2 separate regions of the Mus musculus genome follow, and region 2 is linked to region 1. The links are chromatin contacts, called in public capture Hi-C maps. All regions are on one chromosome and are shown on one strand. The core of a region is the stretch at or near the end of the contact, and the rest is flanking DNA. Distances in the headings are between cores, read along the strand shown.

The links. Capture Hi-C pulls out chosen DNA fragments and counts their contacts.
Region 2: a capture Hi-C map of macrophages shows a contact between it and region 1, with 4 times the contacts expected there. The contact joins the promoter of Abhd12b here to the promoter of Pole2 in region 1. A contact is called at or near these places in 1 of 39 promoter capture datasets (pre-B cells) and 1 of 9 other capture datasets (macrophages).

What each region holds. Positions count from the first base shown.
Region 1 is chr12:69,226,499-69,229,854 of GRCm38.p6, reverse strand. It overlaps Pole2 (polymerase (DNA directed), epsilon 2 (p59 subunit)), which reads left to right and starts at 1,665. Exons shown (of 19, transcript NM_011133.2): 1 at 1,665-1,758. The coding sequence starts at 1,691. It also overlaps a transcript of Klhdc1 not described here.
Region 2 is chr12:70,152,433-70,155,788 of GRCm38.p6, reverse strand. It overlaps Abhd12b (abhydrolase domain containing 12B), which reads right to left and starts at 1,658. Exons shown (of 13, transcript NM_001195033.2): 1 at 1,524-1,658. The coding sequence starts at 1,618.

The sequences.
Region 1 (3,356 bases), core at 416-2,915:
GAGCTGGAAGTGGGGTGATGCTATACAATCTCAAAGCCTACTGTCTGAGTTAGAGTTTTACCGCTGAGAACAGACACCATGACCTAGGCAACTCTTGTAAGGACAACATTTAATTGGAGCTGGCTTACAGGTTCAGAGGTTCAGTCCATTATCATCAAAGCAGGAGCATAGCAGTGTGCAAGCAGGCATGGGACAGGAGGAGCTGAGGGTTCTACATCTTGTTCTGAAAACAAATAGAAGACTGGCTTCCAGGGAGCTAAAAGGGTCTCATTGCCCACCCACACAGTGACACACTTCCTCCAACAAGGCCATACCTATAGTCCAACAAGGCCACACCTCCTAATAGTGCCCCTTCCTGGGCTAAGCATATTCAAGCCACCACAGCTGCTCCAGCACAACTGCACCACCTGAATCTCTCCAAACAGCGCCACCAACTGGGAACCAAGTGTTTACACACCAGAGCCTACGGGAGACATTTTTATTCAAACCACCACAGCTGGGATCTCTCTTTGTTGTCTAGTTTAACTTTTCAAAAGTTTTGAAATGCAAAATCAAGCAAATATACACATGCATTCTTTTTACTGTTTTCCTTTTCAGAAAGATCTTAAATATACGCCCCAGAGATAATTGCTTATACCGTTGTAGAAATCATTCAAGTTTTTGGCTTATTTGCCTCTCCCACTCCCACTAAGCCTCAGGTATCTTAGGCTTGCTTTGAACTTGCTGTGACATCAAAGATGGCCTTTGCCTCCTGAATCCTTGCACCTCCCCGTTCTGAGGCCTGGGATTATAGATCTGTGGTCTTATGCCCAGAGCTTTCTTGTGTCCTGTAAAGTTGCATGCTTATTTATAAACAGCCAATTGATTATTCATCTCAACAGCACAAGTATATGTGTGTGTGTGCGTTTGTGTGTGTGTGTGTGTGATGGATGGATGGATGGATTTTTATATAAGGTCTCACTGTGATTCACTGACTGGTCTGGAACTCATTCTCTAGAACAAGTTGCCCAGGTGTTTACAGAGATCCCCCTGCCTCTGCCTTCTGAGTTCTTGGATTAAAGGCATGTGCCATCACACTCAGCAAGAGGGAACATTTTAAGATGTGCTCTACTGAGTCTACTTGTAGGACTGAGAATAACGATTCAAGAGCAGCTCCACCGCACTGGCAATTCACCTCATACCAACCATTTATAATCTTGGGTTTGTTACTCCACCAGTAAAAAAAAAAAAAAAGAAGGTATGTCATGAAAAAAGTGGGACTGCTAAATGATGACAGCGGATCGTGGAGAGGCCCTCAACTAAAACTGGTCGGATGGGAGTGATCGAAAACGGTGAAAACACAGTATTTCCTGAGCATGTGTAGAACCGGGAAACAACGGCTCTACAACTCTCATAGCCCTGGAAGGGAAGACTCTGGGTGCAGGAAGCTTGGGTAGAGTCAGAGTAGAAGAGGGTAGCTGAGTGTCCGGGAAGCTGAGTGTTCAGAAAATGCTTTTGGGATAAAGGAAGCTTGTTCCCACTCTGACCACTCCTACTTCACTCCCTAGGCAGGGTCTGAGATTCCCAGAGGCCCTGCAGTTAGTAAGGCCAAAAAAATCCATTTCACCAGCCCAAGAATATAAGGGCGGGACAAGGGGTGTGTCTATTCCAGGAGGGGGCGGGGCGTCGGCGGTGGCGCCAAATCGCGAACATGGCGCCGGAGCGGCTGCGGAGCCGCACGGTCTCAGCTTTCAAGCTGCGGGGCTTGCTGCTCAGGAGGTGAGTCTCGAGGTAACCTGACCCGCCGCAATGCCCTATCTAGAACATTCTGTCATAAGAGGCGATGTCTCTCCGGTGCATTTGAGGCTGCAGAGCCTACCTGGGTTTCCGCGATCCTGGCGCCGGGTGCGAATGTTACTTCCAGGCTGGGCGGAGCTGCGCGCTGACGCCGAACTGAGCGGGGAAGTTGGGGGCGTGCTGGCTTCTGATCAACGGAGGTCCCCGCCTCTGCAGAATGGGAATCATTACAGTGTTACTTCTGGAAGTTACAGAGAGACGTGTCAGAGAAGGAGAGACATGGGTGAATCCATATGCGTGTCTGTTGGCGATTTATATTGTAGAGTATGAGTCTTCCAAACCCGTCTCTGTGTGGAATTTTCATTATTGCCTGGAGAAGTAAAATTTGGATAGATTTTAAACGTGTTTTTAGTTTGGCTTTTTTAGATTTCCTAGTTTACAATTTGCCCCCAAAGGAGGTTTTCCTGGCTGTAGTGTGTCTTTTCAGTCTTTAAAAATGAACATATCCAAGAAATCTCATATTACAATTTACATTTTATAATACACTTTCCGTTTAAGTACCTGCTGAGATCCGTATAGCTTTCTGAGTCAGAGTGTGAATGTTTTGTTTTCGTAACTGTGAACTTTATGAACCTTTTAGCTTTACGTTTTGCCCAGGAGTGTCCAAGGGTCAACCTGGGTCTACCCAGGGAGAAAGTGATGAATTTAATTTGGTTAATTCCTGACATTTGGAGAGAGGATTAATTGAGCAATAGCTTTTCCTTTCCTTTCCCTTAAAATGTACTATTATAAAGCTGTTGGAAGCTCATTAATTGATTCATTGAGATATACACTCAAGTCTTTTAGCCTCAAAGCACCGTGTGTGGAATTAAACGCCATGGGACTTTTCCTGTGGGAAGACAGTGTGTTATCTAGTGCTGTGTAGTAGATTACCCTCTGATTTAGAGACTCAATGGCACTCATGCCTGCATTCACTGTGGGCCAGCTATCCAGCACAACTTTAATCCCAGCACTCTGGAGGCAGAGGCAGGTGAATCTCTGTGAGTTCCAGGACAGCCAGGGCTATGCAGAGAAACTCTGTCTAGAAAATCAAACAAAAACTTAACTCAGAGTTTCGGCTTTGAGTCTCATACACTCCAGTCAGGACAGGGTCATCTCACATGTCCAGTGTACCCATCTCATTTAGATTTTTTTAAAAACGATTTATTTATTATTATATCTAAGTACACTGTAGTTGTCTTCAGACACACCAGAAGAGGGCATCAGATCTCATTGCGGATGGCTGTTAGCCACCATGTGGTTGCTGGGATTTGAACTCAGGACCTTCAGAAGAGCAGTCTGTGCTCTTAGCCACTGAGCCATCTCTCCAGCCCAATTTAGATTTTTTTTAAAAAGGTGTTTTACCAAGACCTGCTGCAGGGGTTTGTTGTTATTTTACCTGTTCACTTATTTTTTTAATGAACTGTTTCAAGCCTTGATACTTTAGAGGGCTACTTGAGGTTTTAGAGGGAGATATGAGTTTTCTGTTATGTTAGCTTTTTATAAAGCTTGAGTTGTATAAGATTTAAGTAAAAGTTTCC
Region 2 (3,356 bases), core at 409-2,908, 930 kb before region 1:
ATGGGGCTGAGCAAGGTCAGCGCCCTGGGAACACTGGTGAATCCAAACTCCCTTGGCTCAAAGCAGCAGCAAAAGACTAGGTGCTGGAACTGGGTCTGTGCCTCAGCCCGACTCACTTTAGATCAACAATCCTCTGCTCAGTTAAAGAAAGGCACCAGTAGGCCATTCTTTGGGGAAGCATTTCTTGAGTCTAGGGAGACTTGCTTTTTACTAATTAGTGATGCATGCAGCAGACAATTTTATCAACAACTGTTTTCAGCAAAATGGCTGGCTCTCCAGGACTGTGAACTGTAGCTTTGACTATCTACCTAAGAGATGCTCTTTTCTGCCTAGTGAGGGCTAAACCATCAACCACTGGTGTTATAGAGAACTGGGGGTGGGGGATGTTTCTCATGTCAAGGGGTAAAGTGTAGGTAACTGGAGCGACGCGATGCCACCCACTCTCCAACCTCTATACCTGGCTGGGGGCGGGGGGTGGGGTGGGGTGGGGTGGGGGATAAGACAGCAAAGATTCCCTGTTCGTCATCATCCCTGGGACATTCCAAAGTGACACCTCCAGTGTGTAGCTGTGGCCAGAGAGTACTTGTAACTAACACAAAATAAAATGAAACAGAAACAAGAAACGTAACAAGAATACCAATTCAACAAACTAAACGGGATACACACACCTCCTGAGTCCACTGCCTCACACCCAGGACCTAGCTCCAAGGCCAACAAGACCGAGGATGACTGACCATTGACTCGATGGGAGACAATATTTAAAAACAAACAAAGCCGGGCGTGGTGGTGCATGCCTTTAATCCCAGCACTTGGGAGGCAGAGGCAGGCGGATTTCTGAGTTTGAGGCCAGCCTGGTCTACAGAGTAAGTTCCAGGACAGCCAGGGCTACACAGAGAAACCCTGTCTCGAAAAACCAAAACAAACAAACAAACAAGCCACAATGATAAACAGACATTTTCAGGCATAAAGAATGTTAAGAATTTACATAAGTAACCCCATATATACAAAGTGATTCCAATACCCCCAGAAGTTCAGCCAGTCCTTTAAATACACACCTGCAAACCCATACCTGAAGAGCCAGGACTCTTTTCCACCTACACAGGTCTTTGACCTACAAAGATTGCACCTCCGATTACAGCACACCATAAGTTTTTGGCTGCCTCTGTTATTAGTAATATTTAAATTCATTCGGTAGAGTTGTAAATTGAACAGATAAGAGAAACTTTTTGGAGCCTCCTTTCCAACGCTCTCATACCTTCCTGAAAAGTCAAACCTTCTGGCCTCTCTGGTCTCGGTAGGAATTGAATGCTGGGGTAATGCTATCTTCAATAACCCAGGAGTTAGCAAGAATGTGCAAGCCACAAAGTCCCCCGACCCCAAAACCAGCCCTAAAGCTTCAGTGTCCTCCAGACCTAGGAGAACCATGGACAGGTCTTGGACAGGGTAGCCCCAGCAACTGCCTAACCATGCCTAAAACTGGACAAGGGAGCTATTTTAGGTGATGACCCATCAAGCACACTCACCTCAGGTTCCTCAGGACCATAGCCCACCAGGAGGTCACAGAGGAACAGGGAGGGGGCCCTGGCTCCGAGGCTGCATCACAGTCCCTAGCGTCCATCCTGAGGTGCCTCCACTGCTGAGGGAGCTGCCACAGGCTTCCAGGGACCAGGCTTACCCTCTCCTCCCCTGCTGCTCTTGCTCCGCCCCCTTCCTCTACCCAGAGGAAAACTTGGCCACCTACCTAAGGTCACACCCATTGCAGAGGCTGGGGCTTCCTCCCTGGTTGGTCTCATACCCAGACAAGCAGGTGATGAATAGAAATGCATTGATACATAGATATAACTATGTATCCATTTGTTTCATTCTCATTGCTTTTCATTAAATATCCCTATGAGCTTTGGCAGATGCTTCCCTTGCTAGGCCCACAGAATAAAGTAAAAACTCTTAAAATCTTGACAGTAGTTTTCTAGGCACGGCTTTATAAGATCTGCCTGCCATTGCTGTCACAAGAATTTCTTTGGTTCCCTTTGTTTAAGAAACAGTTGAAAGACTGGGAAAAAAAAACTGCTTAGTGGTCAAAGGCACTCATTGCTTTTGCAGGCAATAGCACATAGTCTATAATTCCAGATCCAGATCCTTTGTGGGCACTAGGCATGAAAGTAGTGTTCAGACAGATCCACATGCAGGCAAAACACATAAACATGAAATAATATATGATTTATGTAAACACCCTTCGGGCCAAGGAATTATGAGCTACACAATGACTTCATGTATCCAAAATGAAGATCTTTTTGATGTTTTGTTTCCTTATTATCAGTATATAGCAGAGCCTATTCTCCTGCCAAGGTTAGTGGACACCTGAGCCAGCTGCTACCTGGTACAAGTTATATTCCTGAAGCTTTCTCCTAAGAGCAAGAGCCACAGGCCTGCCAGAGCTGCCTCACAGAAGCCATCAGGCTAAAGGGTGGGGATGAGGAGAAAAAAAAGATGCAATGTGATGCCAGCATCCAGGCTTCCTCCCAGAGCAAAGCGCATCATGCCCTGAAGCCAAATGTACTTTCCCCGCCCCCGCCCCCGCCCCCCCCCCCCCCCCCCCGTGTGGGTCCTCAGTAGGCTTTGACTGTGAAGCCCTGGTGCAGGGGACTCTTCCACTGGGGGAAATGGACCCTTTCAGAAAAAAAGACAGCAGTCAATAAGTGTGTGATTTCATTTCATAGAATTGGCAAGGACAGAGTCTCTGTTTCCTCTTTTAATCGCTCTGACCATGCTCATTTCAGGGGCAGAACCCAGATTGACCCTCTGCTTTCCCTGTGCCAGAGCAAGCACTCTCCCAATGAGCGATATCCCTCACCCCCTTTATGTCTACAGCTTTATGTCTAAAGCTTGAGATAAGACCCTCACTAAGTGACTCCGGCGGACCTTGAGTTCACTGCATCCCTTGCAGAACTTTAACTTTTGCTCTCTCTGCCTTGGCCTCAAGAGTAGGTGAGATTACAGGGCCTGTGCTGACAGGGCCATCTGCAGGGTGTCCACTTTCTGATTCACATCAAGATCAGAGCAATCAGATTAGGCCCAGTCCGTGTCAGCTGTTTGACAGCTCTCTCATTCTTGGCCTTACATGCCTGATAGGTGAGGCGGCTGCCAGTGAGAATTATCAGGGCCACACCTGCTGATGGGAAATGTTCTTAGGATCCCACCCCAGGAGCTGGCCACAAAGGTGGATGGTCTGGAATTTCAGAGACCTTGTGCAAGGCACCGCTGATGAGCCTCTGGACCGGAGAGCTCTGAAGAGACCCAAGAGCGTGAGGAAGGAGGGGGCGAAGACCAGTTAGCCTCGAAGGATCCCAAATTTTATT